Regions from separate parts of the Bombyx mori genome. Here region 1 is linked to region 2. Evidence: chromatin contacts called from public Hi-C data. All regions are on one chromosome and are shown on one strand. The core of a region is the stretch at or near the end of the contact, and the rest is flanking DNA. Distances in the headings are between cores, read along the strand shown.

Region 1 (7,185 bases), core at 1,930-4,429, 68 kb before region 2:
ATCGCACTTTCTTTAGGTTGTTATCGTGTTCAGGATCATGCCCGGCTAACAATCCATCAAGATAACCCAATTTCTATGGGAACTGTGTGCTAGGAATACACAGGTGACGAAACAAAATACTTGTTGCACAAAATTGACATTAGGAATTCCTTTTTTTTGTGTAGAATGGCGACGAAGTCCGCAAGTAAGGCATTTATCGGAGTAAAAAACATGGTAACGTTAATAATTTATTTCGTAACTATAATAGGCTGAGAGAAGATACCAAACGGCCGAATAATAACATATCTTAATTACTATTATTATTCAAGTTAGGAATCAGGAATAAAATAGGGTGGGGATAATAATACTACAGAGAGACAATCGAGAAATAGCTCCTAATACAGTCAAACAGACTAACTGAATGTATTGTAGGAATTCCCAAACGTCTAATTCCCTAACCATCGGAGCACGAGTCCCCTGTTTTTTTTTCCTTCTTAAGCCGAGAGCCTTGAGAGGCTATTTTAGCGTATCCTTTACTAGTAGGTGAGCTCACGGGGCTAGAAACCTGACGATGTTGTTAATATGAACCCTAGGTAGAGCCGTGCTTCACAGAATCTACCAGCGGATTGGAAACGCGACCCACTGAGAAGATGCGGCGAGAAAACTGAGTTTCTGAAGACTGTGTCTGAGGGTTAATTTACTCGTCGAGCCCTTCGTCGCAAGCGACGGGTTCGACGAGAACGATGACCGGTGCACGAGTTGCCTTACCTTACCACCACTACTGATTTCATAATATCTTTTAAGTTATTTTATATCAAATCTATTCATTAAAATTTCACAGAATTTCCCATTAGATAACTGAAAAGTTAAAAGTTATTATAAACCTAACTATCAATAGTGTACTTAGTGTCTATGGTATTAGTGTCGACTTGTTTAACATTTGGGGTATAAAATTTTATACATTCGGTTTTTGTGTTAATTATACATATTTTTTAAATTAATATTATATATTCGAAAGTGCCTTTGTACGTTAGCTTGTTACACTTTAACGTCGTAACTGCTAAGCCAGTTATCATGACATTCTATATACACGTTGTCAAAGGTACAGAAATGAAAATAGAGTACCTTTCACCTAGGAAATAAATTGCCTCTCCCAAGGATTTTTTTTTTGTGAATTAATCCCTGTTAAAATTAATTCAAGAATAAATTTTATTAGTGAATAAACCAATGTCCACTCGCTAAGCTGCGATAGCCATTTAATTTAACTCAACAAGGACGCATAAGCAACGCACAATGAAAACTTAGGTTTAAAAAAAATTACGAGCCCCAAATGAAACCTTGAGACCCCAAAAGATCATTTGTCATCTAGTTTTTAAAGTCCCCCTTCTATGAGGCTTAGGTATTTGAATGTAATAGAGACGTGAGTAAACTAAAATACATTTTAAACGAATTGCCTTCCGCTGCCACATTATTTAATATTTATGAATTGTTTAATAATAATGGAACGATTTATGAAAAACCAATGACCCAGAATTCATTTCCAAATCGCATCACTTGGATATAAAGTAATCAAAAAACGCGCTATGTGCTGATATGCCGTTTTATTGTTACAATTTGGGCACAATAATCATCGAGGGCACTCGAGTTCAGAGCGAGTTCTAGGACAGTCTGTCGCAAGTTCGGACCGCTGCTATCTTTTTAGCGCGGCTTCAAGATACATCTACATCGACAAATTTCGATGTACCTTCAACTAGTTAACTTGTTCGACTGATAAGTAATTTTAATTCGGCCGACGTATATTTTGGTGTGAGGTGCATATACGTCGTTTACCTAATTTGAGCTGATTGTCTAACCTCCTTTTTAGTGACCTAGACGGTGAATCGTCTTTAATTTTTTTTTATATTTACTACGTCTGAGTAATACGCGTGATTAATCAACTGCTTTGCAAAAATATCAGAAAAATATAAAAGCTAATATTATAAATTGTTTCAATGATGATAGTCGTTTCTTTTGGCTACGATAATGACAAGTAGGTTAGGTTTATTACTAAAATACTTCTTCGTTTAACAAAAACGTAACGAGTATAATTGCCATGTATCAATTTTATTAGTAGTAATCTACAAAGTCAACATTTAAGGCCCTGACACACATTTCGTTTTAAGTTTACTATCTTCACGAATTTTTTGATCGATATAATAACTAACAGGAATCTAAATAGAGTAAATATAATATTAAACTTTTTACATATTCACTAGTATTGAACCATATAGCGTAGAACAGAAATAGAAGATTTGTTAGGGTGTGCGTGAATTGCATTTGTGTTGTTGTTTAAGTGTGCAATAAATACGTACTGTTTCTATCTCTTTCGTTCTCGACATTTCACTGATAGTTATGGCCTTGTCTAGTCGCATCTAATGCTGGCATTAGACCGTTTACATTAAATCGTTGGCTAACTAGCTACTTGCACGTCCACTAGTACAAGTTAATCTTAACGATAAGATTCCACAATTTTCGAACCCACATTCGTTTGAATTTAATATTTATAAAGTAGCGTAAAGTAGCGTACGAGTAAATTAAACATGTTAACAAAAGAAACAATTCTGCTTACAAATTGTTTACTAGGCAAATGACTGCAACCTAAAAATTGACCCAGTTCATCCAACGCCGGTTATTCGTGTCAAAAACGGATGTATAAACAGTTGTTCAAGTTTAAATTGAATTTTACGGTCACTGGCATGGTTAATAAGTCTGTTACATATGGGAACCGTTGTACTCATTTGTTAAATATTTTAAATACAATTATTGTTCTTTTGTTTCAGGTGAGTGTTACAGTTTATTTTGGAGTGGGTACACACTTACATGTAAGTTTTGCATACATTAAAATATACTGCTGTAGCGTCGTGATGAAAATTGTATGTTTTTAGCTTACGGTTTCTGGTACAGATCCATAAAACTACTTAACGATAAGTAGAGTAGTAACAAGTAAATACAATTGTAACTCGAAAAGCTTATTAAAATAAACAAAAGAACGAAGCGTGGAGCACAGAAAAAAAATGCGTTTTATTTTCAAATTTAAAAATTTCTTTTCTCACTCAAACGTTTCTTTAAGATATAGTACGAGTATATACATCAATAATAATGTATAGAACGACTGTCAAGCTACTAGCTCAAGTCACTCGCTCAAGTAAAGTGGTACAGTGAACGCGCCTGATGTCCCTGTAGCGAGTGTTGACTGAGTCGGAGTGTTGACCGGTATGTAGGTTACACTGCGCGAACCGGCGACCGCACCCCTCCCGCCCCGCACCCTCACCCGAGCACCACGCAACTACTTCTATGATCTGTGCACTTTTAAACTAGAAAATGTCAAATGCACACCTCGGGGGAAACTGTGGTTGTTTTGCGCATGGACCATGGTCATGTGTGGTTTTTATGTTGTATTGAGTTTTAAAATAAGCTTATTATTAGTATATTATAACACGACATTCCATTACCAGCATTGAATTAAATTATAAACTGTTTGCATTAGCAGTTTTTCGCGGATCATATAGATGATTGAGACTACCTATATTAGGAAAATCTGATATTTTGCTATTAAAGATACATTTCACGGGGTTTTGAATTACATCAACTGCTAAATTAGATTTGATTGCACGAGGATCGCAACTATCAGGCTCTTGTACATACAATTTAGTATTTAGGCGCTGATCCTCAATGTGGCGGCAAAGTGCCACCGTAAATACTCAGAAATTGGCCGTGGTCCCATATATTACATTTATATAAACGGCCCGTGGTCACTGGGGCAAGTTCGCTCGCTTCTTCGTACTCGCAAAAAAATCGGACAAGTTCGCGCTCGAGACCGCGGTCTGTGTAAACACACCATAACTCACTAAAGCTGACTTGCTCTTAATTCACGAGTTTCAAGAAACTCATTCAGTCTTTATATCATGTCTTGTAGTCGACCTGAACGTTGGCTGCGTTACTCACGAAGCGTGACCTTGAAACTTTGAATTGCAAATGAGAAATCGGACCCTTAAATAATTCATTGAACGGATACACAGAATATATATTGTTTTGATTACTCGAAAAACTGGTATGGCGTTATCTCAAGGCGAAGCGTATTAATACGATAACGAAGTGACCATCAAATTAGGAGATCGACAACCGGCCATGACTCTGTTTACGTATTGACTACCGTCGAGTCTAAAAACTGAAGGATTTCTGCGATAAGATGACACAAAATTCACACACAAAGAGATTGTAATAATCATCGTTCGTATGAAACGGCATGCGGCCTATATTCTATGTTTACGATAAAGTGCCGCAGTCCGTAGTGAAAGTACATTTCTGCAATAGTCAAGGTTTCAACACCTGCATTAGCCGCATCGCCATGGTGTCTGTACGTATGCGACATGCGAAAACGTACGGACATTTCCATTGATTTAGATTATTAGAATAGTGAATTGAGTGTGCAATAAAAACGCGTTTGGGGTTCGTCCAAATATAGCTACGGCTTTAGTCGAACAAATTACAAAACGCGTAATGATCTCTCCTCATTATTACAAACTACCGTTGCGAAGTGAAAACAAAGACTCGCTTTCTAAAGTGTAAGCGAAATGTGGTCGGGTATCTCGTTACCTATAGATCATCCGCGGAGAGCATTAATGCATGCGGACGTTTCGAAATATCGGGGCACGTGCTTCTGCTCTCCGAATACGCTGAGGTTCGTATTTAATTGATTCAACGACCTCAGCTATTGTGGCAGGATGGTAGCCTTTTTTTGTTGCTGTTATGTTGATATATTCCAGTTTTTTCATCAATGACCTTTGTCATGTTGATTCTATTCGAATTCCAAAAATTCATTGATTCGAAATCCGGTTGTATGTACTGATTTTTATTACTACCTAAATTTGATATTGGTAGATACATTTTTTTCGGGTTTTTTAAGACAAATGCCAAAACATGAGGTTCCCCCTCAATATTTTGTACCGTATGTTCCGGAGCGCTCTGAAGAATTGTTCAAGATGATACCATCACCTCGTCTTTAACATCGCACCGACCGCGAGAAAAAAAAAACATTATCACGAAAATAATATTTTATTTGGATGGAAAATTTATTTGGATGGGACTCAAATAACTCTAACCGATGCAGTTAAAAACCTGGGTGTTATTGTAGATCGGCATCTTTCGTGGAGTTCTCACGTTGCTGAGATTAGTAGGAAGGTGCACTTTGCCTTGCACTCGTTGAGATGTCTGCAGGGCTTCTTACCTCAGCATACAAAAATATCTCTCGTCCAAGCTCTCATTCTACCCATAATTGATTACGCCGATGCCTGCTACTTGGATGCCACTGAGGAGCTCTCAAACAAGCTTGAGAGGATGCAAAATCTATGTATCCGTTTTATATACAATCTCAGAAAATTCGATCATGTTTCTCATTTTCGCAAAGAACTTAAATGGCTCCCTATACGCCTTCGTAGGAATACTCGAATATTATGTCTCCTATTCAATATCCTACATAAGCCCACTTCTCCCTTATATTTACGTGAGCGATTCTCTTTCATTCGTTCTCCTGATGCTCCCTGCAGGTCCAACCAACGTTCTGTTTTGTTATTCCCTTTCCACAAAACCAATTTCTATTCTCACTCCTTTACTGTGCACGCGGTCAGACTGTGGAATTCGTTGCCGGCTGACATCCGAGTTTGCAAGTCTGTTTCCGTTTTTAAATACAAGGTCAAACAATTTTATCTATCATCAACCGAATGATCATGGTTCTATACTCTTCGCATATACGAGTGTTACTGTGTTACTTATAATATTTGCTATGTGTATGTGCTATAATTCTCATGTTGTATTTGTTATTTTAGTTATGTGTTCTACACACACTTATCACTTTTTATTATTATTCTCATTATCCTCTCGCAGGTCTGCTGGAAGAGATTTCTCAAAGAAATAAGCAGTGCCTTTGTACATAATTTTCCTATTACTCTGTACTGTGTCTTGTTTTCTGTGTGTACATAAAAAAAAAAAATAATAAAAAAAAAAAAAAAAAAATACCACTTTTATTTTCGTGTTCGTCAATTAACATGTTTAATTTAGCAAGAAAAATAAATATCGCCGGCACATATTCACGAGGAAGCGATTCTGATATTTCATTTGCGTTGGCGTCTAGCGACATAGATCTTGATTCTTGAACTAACGTTCTAAGAAGCAACTTTTGTTGGCACTGCACATCTCCGGAGTTAAAAGCGGTCTGGCTTAAAAAATAATTAAGATTTAAAATTAATTATTTCCATACATATTTTAGTCGGTTTTTCTGAAAATGATAATGTCTTAGTTAAGAAATGAAATAATTATTATCTTCAGCTGTATTTAATAATTTTGCAAAAATACGTTGAAATTGGAAAGATTACATTAATACAGGCTTTTCTGTATACAGACTCACATCTAACCTCACGTTCCGAGTAATTTGAATCGCGTAATATATTCGGCTAATTGGTTGACAATTAAATTGGAGTCTTATTTAATACTGAATTAAATTGATAATGTACAAAACGCCACACACAACTTCGTTATACAGATCTAATAAGCGCCATTACAAACTGCGTATAATATGTAGGTACCTAACAAGTGTAACTGTATTACAAAGTAACATGCAAATCGCGTCCGCTTCGCTTGTAGTTCAGGCCAGCGTCAGCGGTCGGCGTCCGACCTAGTTTCGCGCTAGAAATAGGCGCCGCCCCCGCCTCGCGCCCTGCACAAGCCAAGTACTTGCTCGTCAAAGGACACATATGCATGCTTTTCACGTAACCTTTTAGTGCTGCTTTCAGGAGAGCCTTTAGAATATAACTAGTCTGGCCATAAATACTGTTACGTAAAAACTTGTCTTTTTTTTTCAACTTTTTAATTATTTTGAATTTGGAACACTTATTATACTCGATTTTGCGCCATTTCACATATTTTTTCGTGTTAATTATCAAATTACAATATGGAATCGGGTGTTATAGAAAATAGGATTGCAATGATCGCCTTACACAAAGTGGGTATGGAGCCGTCGGTCATATTCCAGACACTTCAAAAGCTTGGTATCAGCCGTATGTTCGTATATCATACTATGAAAATATATAACAACACTTCGTCTGTCAAAGACCAGAAAATATTGGGGCGGCCGCGTGCTGTTAGAGCTACAAAGGCTGTTAATGCTGTTAA
Region 2 (7,103 bases), core at 3,057-5,556:
ATGTGTCTTTTATTTATCGATTGAGGCACTACGAAGTCTGCCGGGTCAGCTAGTTTCGAATAAAATTACAAATTATTTTTATAAAACCTCACATATTGTTTCCTATGTGTCCCCGTTCCCTTGTTACCTTTATGCGAGACAGTTCGGCAAGCTTATTAACCCTAAGTGAGTTCATAGTTAGTTTACCCAAAATACATTAACTGAACTTGAATGTTATAGCAAAAATAACGTCTCGCCATTTAGGATTGCGTAACTGTGACGTGCGCAGTGAAGTCAGAGCAAAGAAAGTTTACGTGAACCAAGCGGATAGGTGAAAGTAATAGTCACGTTGTAATCATCGCTATTGTACTCTCATGAATAACACATAAGAGAAAGATTATTATTCACTGTCATCAAACGTAATGTTACTGCTGTCTTAAAACGACAACAACAAATATTAAAGCCCGTTTTAAAAGGGAATCGTAATTTGATTTAATGAACAGAAAATACTTTTTTTTTTGTTTTTAATTAATTAAACATAATTTGCGGTTACCACGTTTGAGTTTCTACATGGTTTTGTAGCTAAATAATATTACATTTAATATGTTTCAAAACGTGAAAATATTTTCTGATTGAAGGCATACGAGCGACGTAATGCCTCAGGGACACAGACAAGCCATTGCTAACCGCCGAGTGGTCTGCTTTGTGCAACTGAAAAAATATCTGTCGCAAATTTTCGTCACAAAAGCAAATACGACATCATTTTTGTTATTTTTTTATTCCTTAGTTGTATGGACGAGCTCACAGCCCACCTGATGTTACGTGGTTACTGGAGCCCATAGACATCTACAACGTAAATGCGCCACCCATCTTGAGATATAAGTTCTAAGGTCTCAGTATAGTTACAACGGCTGCCCCACCTAGGTCCTACCACCAGTGAAATGGACACGTATGATTCTTGATCAGTGTTTTCTAAATAGTTTTCTAGAGATCAGTGTCCTTATTGAGAACCATCTCGAATATCATAATACTCTTCTTTACGCGACAAAAGAAATTTAAAAGCAGTAGCTACAGAGTTAGTGATGTCCTAATCGTCTTAAATTCATAGTGCGTCCGAAACAAAAATAGCGATTCTATTTTGGCTCCGATCAGATTTTCGATAATAAATCTAGATAACGTAGCGTACACGAAATTTCGCATTGCAACGCAAGCAGGGGGTGTGACGAAGCGGGTCGCGTGACGCGTAGCGACGCGCCCGCCCGTCTCGCCGTCAGTGTGACGCGTAACTCCGACTATTGATTGTAATTTACTAGGATACACTCGGATTTTTTGCGTGAATTATTAGCGTAAATAGGCGACCGATGTCACAGCCGACCTAATTTTAAGTCTTAATTAAGTTAAGACGGCCTAATTAAATCTCTTTTTGCGATTTAATTTCTCGTTTTTTATTGTCATTCATTATATTACGGACATCCGTGACTGCAAAGGCTACGAGTATAAAGGATTCGAAACGTTCAAAATCGTATGATGACAGTAAAAAACTCGAGATGAAAACCGTAAAAGTAGTTTTACTACGCCTAGTACTACTAAGACGGGTAAAGGGTTCTTTTTTATTTTTATTGCACAGATGTGTGGACGAGCTCACACCCAACAAGCTTTTTTTTATTGCTTAGATGGGTGGGCGAGCTCACAGCCCACCTATTTTTAAGTGGTTACTGGAGCCCACAGCCATCTATAACGTAAAAGCCGCCATCCACCTTGAGATATGAGTTCTAAGGTTTCAGTATAGTTACAACGGCTGCCCCGCCCTTCAAACTGAAACGCATTACTGTTTCACGGCAGAAATAAGCAGGGTGGTGGTACCTACCCGTGCTGACTCACAAGAGGTCTTACCACCAGTATATACGCAAATTATAATTTTGCGAGTTTGATTTTTATTACACGATGTTATTCTTTCACCGTAGAAGTCAATCGTGAACATTTGTTAAGTACGTATCAGAAAAATTGGTACCCGCCCGCGGGATTCGAACATCGTTCCATCGCGAATGCACCGGGCGTGTTATCCTTTAGGCCACGACGACTTCAAAATGCAGCTCAAAGCTAATACCGCTACCTGCCTATCTATTATATAGGTACAGAGCCCCCTTCCCCTCTACGATAGTCGTTTATAAAAAAAACAGGTTATTCAATTATTAACTTACAAGCAGTAACATAAAAAATATCCACTATGCATCAGAGTTCGCTGGTAGAGAATGTTCTATGCCATTAGCTTGGCCCCTTGAATTAATTTATATTAAAAACTTTTAAGATTCAACGAATCAAGGCAGGATATTCTTCTTTTTAATGCCAGAGACATAAGATGCAAGAATTCCTACCGAAAAAAACCAGCATACCAACTATTAAGTCCAACTGGGAATACAACCCGGACCTCGCTGTACTATAATGATAGATCTTTATGCAATTAAGATTTTTTTTATGTAAAATGAACGCGAAATTAAAGCACGGAACGTGTAAGATCTAATTTTAAAGAGTAATTAGATGCGTACCGCGTAGAAAATATGAAGGAAATTGTGTGGTAGATTAATTATTATTATTTTCCTACATATGCTGATAGCCTTGAAAGGCTATTTCAACTTCGTCCTAACGCGTGTAGGTGAGCTCACGGGACTAAAACCGGAAGTGTTGTTTCTAACACTGGTCCTAGCAAGGGCAGTGCTTCGCAGAATCTACCACTGGATCGGAAACGCGACCCACTGAGAAGATTCGGCGAGAAACTCAGTGGGCTAAGATCAATAAAGGCAGCTGTTTCGTGTGTGTGGGACATAACTTAGTACCATTCGTAATTGGTGATAAGGGAATGTTTCTTTCAGGAAAATCTAGGTCCCGTCATTGAAGTTCAATCAGTGATTTGTTCTTAGTTACACCTAAATACCATAAAATTTGTGCAGCATACAGACGCAACCGTTCTATTTTACTTTATATAATAGAATTAATTTATACATTGCACTTAGTTAGGTAAACAAATTTTATTTAATGGTTGAATAGCAATACTGTTTGAATCCATTTAAAAAATACTTGTCAATGTTAAAACGTTTGTAGATTTTCAAATGACAGTATTATAGACACACAACCTTGTGATAGCAAAAATCTTTTTATTTATTTAAATCAGTCGAATTCAAATTAGCTGCATGTGTGTTTTAAATTGGAAGCATCAAAATTTTCATGCACACATGGAATTCATTTTACAGCAAACGAGCTGATGCTTGATATACGAGGTGTAGTTTGACGTCGGTTCGATAAATTGAAATATACGAACGAACGGTGAAAAATAGTGAACAAATATTATTAAAGTCGATGTACTCATAACGTCGAAGGCCTCCCGATAGCGAGCTCTACACGTAAACAAATTACCTACTATACGGCTACATTTACTATTGAATCTCGATTATTCTAACTCGGTCTTATTTGCGTTAAATTAAACGAAAATCGCCCCTAATATATTTGTGTGGTGTGTTTGATTCAAACAGCCAATCGATTTAAACAAATAAGACAAAAAAAATTGTATTTTCTTCGTCTTCGCGAATCATAGACATAATCAAAACTGCTGTACAGCTTAACCACTTTTTTATTATTTTCATTTCATTATATATTTAGTAAAATAATCTTAATCAAACAACAGTTATCGATTTACAAATTTTGAAACTAAAAATCAAATCGTTTGAGGAGTTGGTTGTTGTTGGGCGCAAAACTACGAAAAAATAATGCGAAATGTAGCCGGGCGCAACGACACGTGGCGTCGCGATGCTTAGGGGGGTGGTGGGGCGACACCAGTGGTAGGGGTGTGACCTACTTTCCCGTGTGTCGGTGACCGCGGCCGACCTTCGGGCTTGCAACGATCGAATATACGATTGTGATCATCCGCCCCGAAATAAAAGTGTTGCAAGTTGCGTAATCGTCTTTATTGTTGTCTGTTTACCGCACTACGGCTTTTATCGCTCATCTCCTATACAATCTGTATGTACTCTTTATAAACACGTGTTCGTGCAATACTCTGTACGTACTTATATCGATACATTGCTAGTTTCGAGTAAAGATCCGATTTTCCTCGTGACAATTTCAAACTCGTAATAGACACCGTGCTATCGACAAGTATCAAGTACTCTATCGAATGGTGACTTATCTAGGTTCGTACGAACCTACGTAAAACCTCTGCGGGCGACGATTGCATCACGCGGCTAGAAAGATCGGTCCCCACCAATGATGTGGCAAAGGACGCGAAGTGAAATAGAGATCGTCCTCGAAGCGAGAGCGGTGCACGCGTTGCACTAGTCATTGTGCGGTTGCAGTTCGCACGCACGGCCGCCTGAGTGACCTAATAGCGGCTGGAGGGAGGGACCGGGAAGCGCAGCGCGGGGAGCGGGCCGCAGCCGCTCGTGCGGTAGGTCGGGCTCATAGCGCGCGCCCGCCGCCCGCCGCCGCGGCAACACGCTCTGGAAAACTTTCTTCGTGACTTTTCCTCGCCTAAAACTCTACTGATATTCGCACGTGAGCGCCGAGACCGGTACGCGCACGCCGGTCTCACATGATTCTCTTAATCATTGCTCCGCATTCAAATTATAGTTGGGTGCAATATTGAACAATAAAAACCCGGTGAACAATAATGTGATTCCAAAAAATTCTAATGTTACATTTTAATATATGGATGGTCGTGCGATGTAAGCCGGGTCGCGTACGAAGTTAAAACTACGCCTATGGATCTTGTCATAAAAAGTTGGTAATGTTTATGATTTTCTGTTACGTGTATTCTATTTCCATCGAAACGTACGAGGCAGCGAGATTTCCACAGTTCTGAAGTAATTTTCGAAAATATTAATAAAGTGTTTAAATTTCATGTTATAAATTCTTGCGCTTTGATAATTCTCCGAATGTATGTAAATACTCGAAATTATATAGTGGATATGTTAATACATGGTAACTGTAATTATTATAACGGCAATGCAGTCGTGAGCGGATGACGTAGAGCCCTTTTGTGAAGTCGGCACAGAGCGTAGGCACAACGCTTCCGGGCTCGGCATCTGCGCTCGCGCCGCGCCGCTAGCTTTCACTTTCCCCTTGTCCGTCGCGCTGTTACATCTCATCGTACCCGCCGCGAACACCACAAACGTTTCCTGATTTTCCTAATTTATCTAAGTTTCCTAATTGTGAAATCAAAATCCTGTACGTCAACTTTAAATTCGATTGAACCTATACGTAAAACTAAATTCATCATCTCTCGCTAATATTATCATTCGCTAATATTATATGTACGTTTCATGGTTTCTATTTAAATTAAAAGATAATTTATCTATGTCCCCCGATGGCTTACATTATGACGCAATCAACTAATCTAGTCGGCGACGTCGGGAAGTGCAGTGTCGGGTCCCTGCGTCGCTCCGCGCCTTCTAACTATGATCACGCCGCACGGTCGTTGACATTTCACCTAGTTTCTATTTGTTGCTTCTAAAAATCTATGGTGTTGTTTTTCGTTGGCGTGCAGACAAAATGCTGTAGCTATTGTTGAACGATCGTGTTTGTTCCCAGGCGAGTCGGCGGCCGACACCAGCACTTCGTCACCTGACCCAGGACCGCCTTCGCCGCGTATGTCTGAAGCCGGGTGCAGCACGCCGCCGCACCCGCCGCCCGTGTTCGATGGCGGTGGCTCTCCGTCACCTTCACCCGCTTGCCATCCCACCGTTATACGCTCGGCGCCACCCTACTCAGTCATCAAGTTTGAAGGTGCACAATCCGCTGTCAAAGCAGAAAGTTCGCCTGCGAGTGGAAAAAACCAGCCCACAACGCAGTCTCAGTTGTCTTCAGTGAAGTTGGAAAGCGCACCGCAAGAATCACCACAACCGTTCAGACCACGTACCCTCGTACCGCCTCCGCCTGGAGTTCACGCTAATCTATCACCAGGACATTGGCCGCCGGCCGCTTGTATAAATGGTGTTAAACCTGAACTTATAGGCGGAAATTTTCCACCACAGCCGATTGAAAATAAACCAGGTGCGCGTGGACAAACACAATGGAGAGGTACTCCTGCTGTTATAATGGGCGAATCCGGAGGTGTCCGAACAATGTTCTGGACCTTACCAGCGCCTAGTTCAAGTAGTGAGCCTGCAGCCAGTGCTTCGCATACTTCATCCACGCCTTCTCCTGATCCAGCTTCATGCAGTGAGGAGTCAGCAGCGAGGCTATTACTCAATTTAGGTGGCGAGTTACGACGACCTAGAGGGCCACCATTGAACATGGAACTACTCTGGGCCGGAGACGTGTCCCAGCTCCCTGCTCACCAACAAATTCATGCGTTAAATCTGAGCGCCGCTGCCGGAAGCATCGCGGGTTCTTCTCCAATGGCAGGTGCTAGTTCCTTAGCGTTACCCAGACCAGAACTGCGTACATATGCACCAGAGACTGAACGCGATGAAGACGAACAACCAATGATATGCATGATTTGCGAAGACAAAGCGACTGGACTGCATTACGGCATAATTACTTGTGAAGGCTGTAAGGGATTTTTCAAACGAACTGTCCAAAACAGAAGGGTTTACACGTGCGTCGCTGACGGTGGCTGTGAAATTACAAAGGCACAAAGAAATAGATGCCAGTATTGTAGATTCAAAAAATGTATTGAACAAGGAATGGTTCTACAAGGTACGTAAATAATATAAATTTCATAAAAATATTGGAGAAGCTGTCAGGATTTTTCTAAATGTAATTTCTTACAGCTGTACGAGAGGACAGGATGCCTGGTGGGAGGAACAGTGGAGCTGTTTACAATTTATACAAAGTGAAATATAAGAAGAACAAGAAAGCCAACAAAACAGCTACGGCTACAAGTCGAGCTTCGCCACCAGAAAAACCTAAAGAACCCTTACCCCCACTCCCACCGCATTTGGTCAATGGTACCATACTTAAGACTGCACTAACAAATCCCAGCGAGGTAAGTTCACTTTGAGTTTCTTTTTTTGAAGTCATAGCAAACATTGCAAAGGAATTAAGTTAAAGGTGGTCATTGCAGGTTGTTCATTTGAGAGCAAGGCTTGAAAGTGCCGTGTCGTCGTCACGAGATCGAGCCGTCCCTTTGG

The links. Hi-C and Micro-C count contacts between places; a contact is called where the count stands out from the background.
Region 1: a contact with region 2 is called in a Hi-C map of midgut, with 2.6 times the contacts expected there. The contact joins two enhancer-like sites. A contact is called at or near these places in 7 of 7 Hi-C or Micro-C datasets (middle silk gland, midgut, posterior silk gland and 2 more).

What each region holds. Positions count from the first base shown.
Region 1 is chr15:5,102,540-5,109,724 of ASM3026992v2, reverse strand. It overlaps a transcript of Grf not described here. Among protein-coding and RNA genes, the nearest start is that of Grf, 48 kb to the right of the region's middle. Within about 2 kb of position 3,179, at least 7 of the 8 cell types and tissues checked have open chromatin away from gene starts, as enhancers often do.
Region 2 is chr15:5,036,219-5,043,321 of ASM3026992v2, reverse strand. Grf (nuclear receptor GRF) reads left to right here. Exons shown (of 8, transcript NM_001043550.1): 3 at 5,560-6,669; 4 at 6,744-6,958; 5 at 7,037-7,103. Among protein-coding and RNA genes, the nearest start is that of Grf, 18 kb to the left of the region's middle. Within about 2 kb of position 4,306, at least 6 of the 8 cell types and tissues checked have open chromatin away from gene starts, as enhancers often do.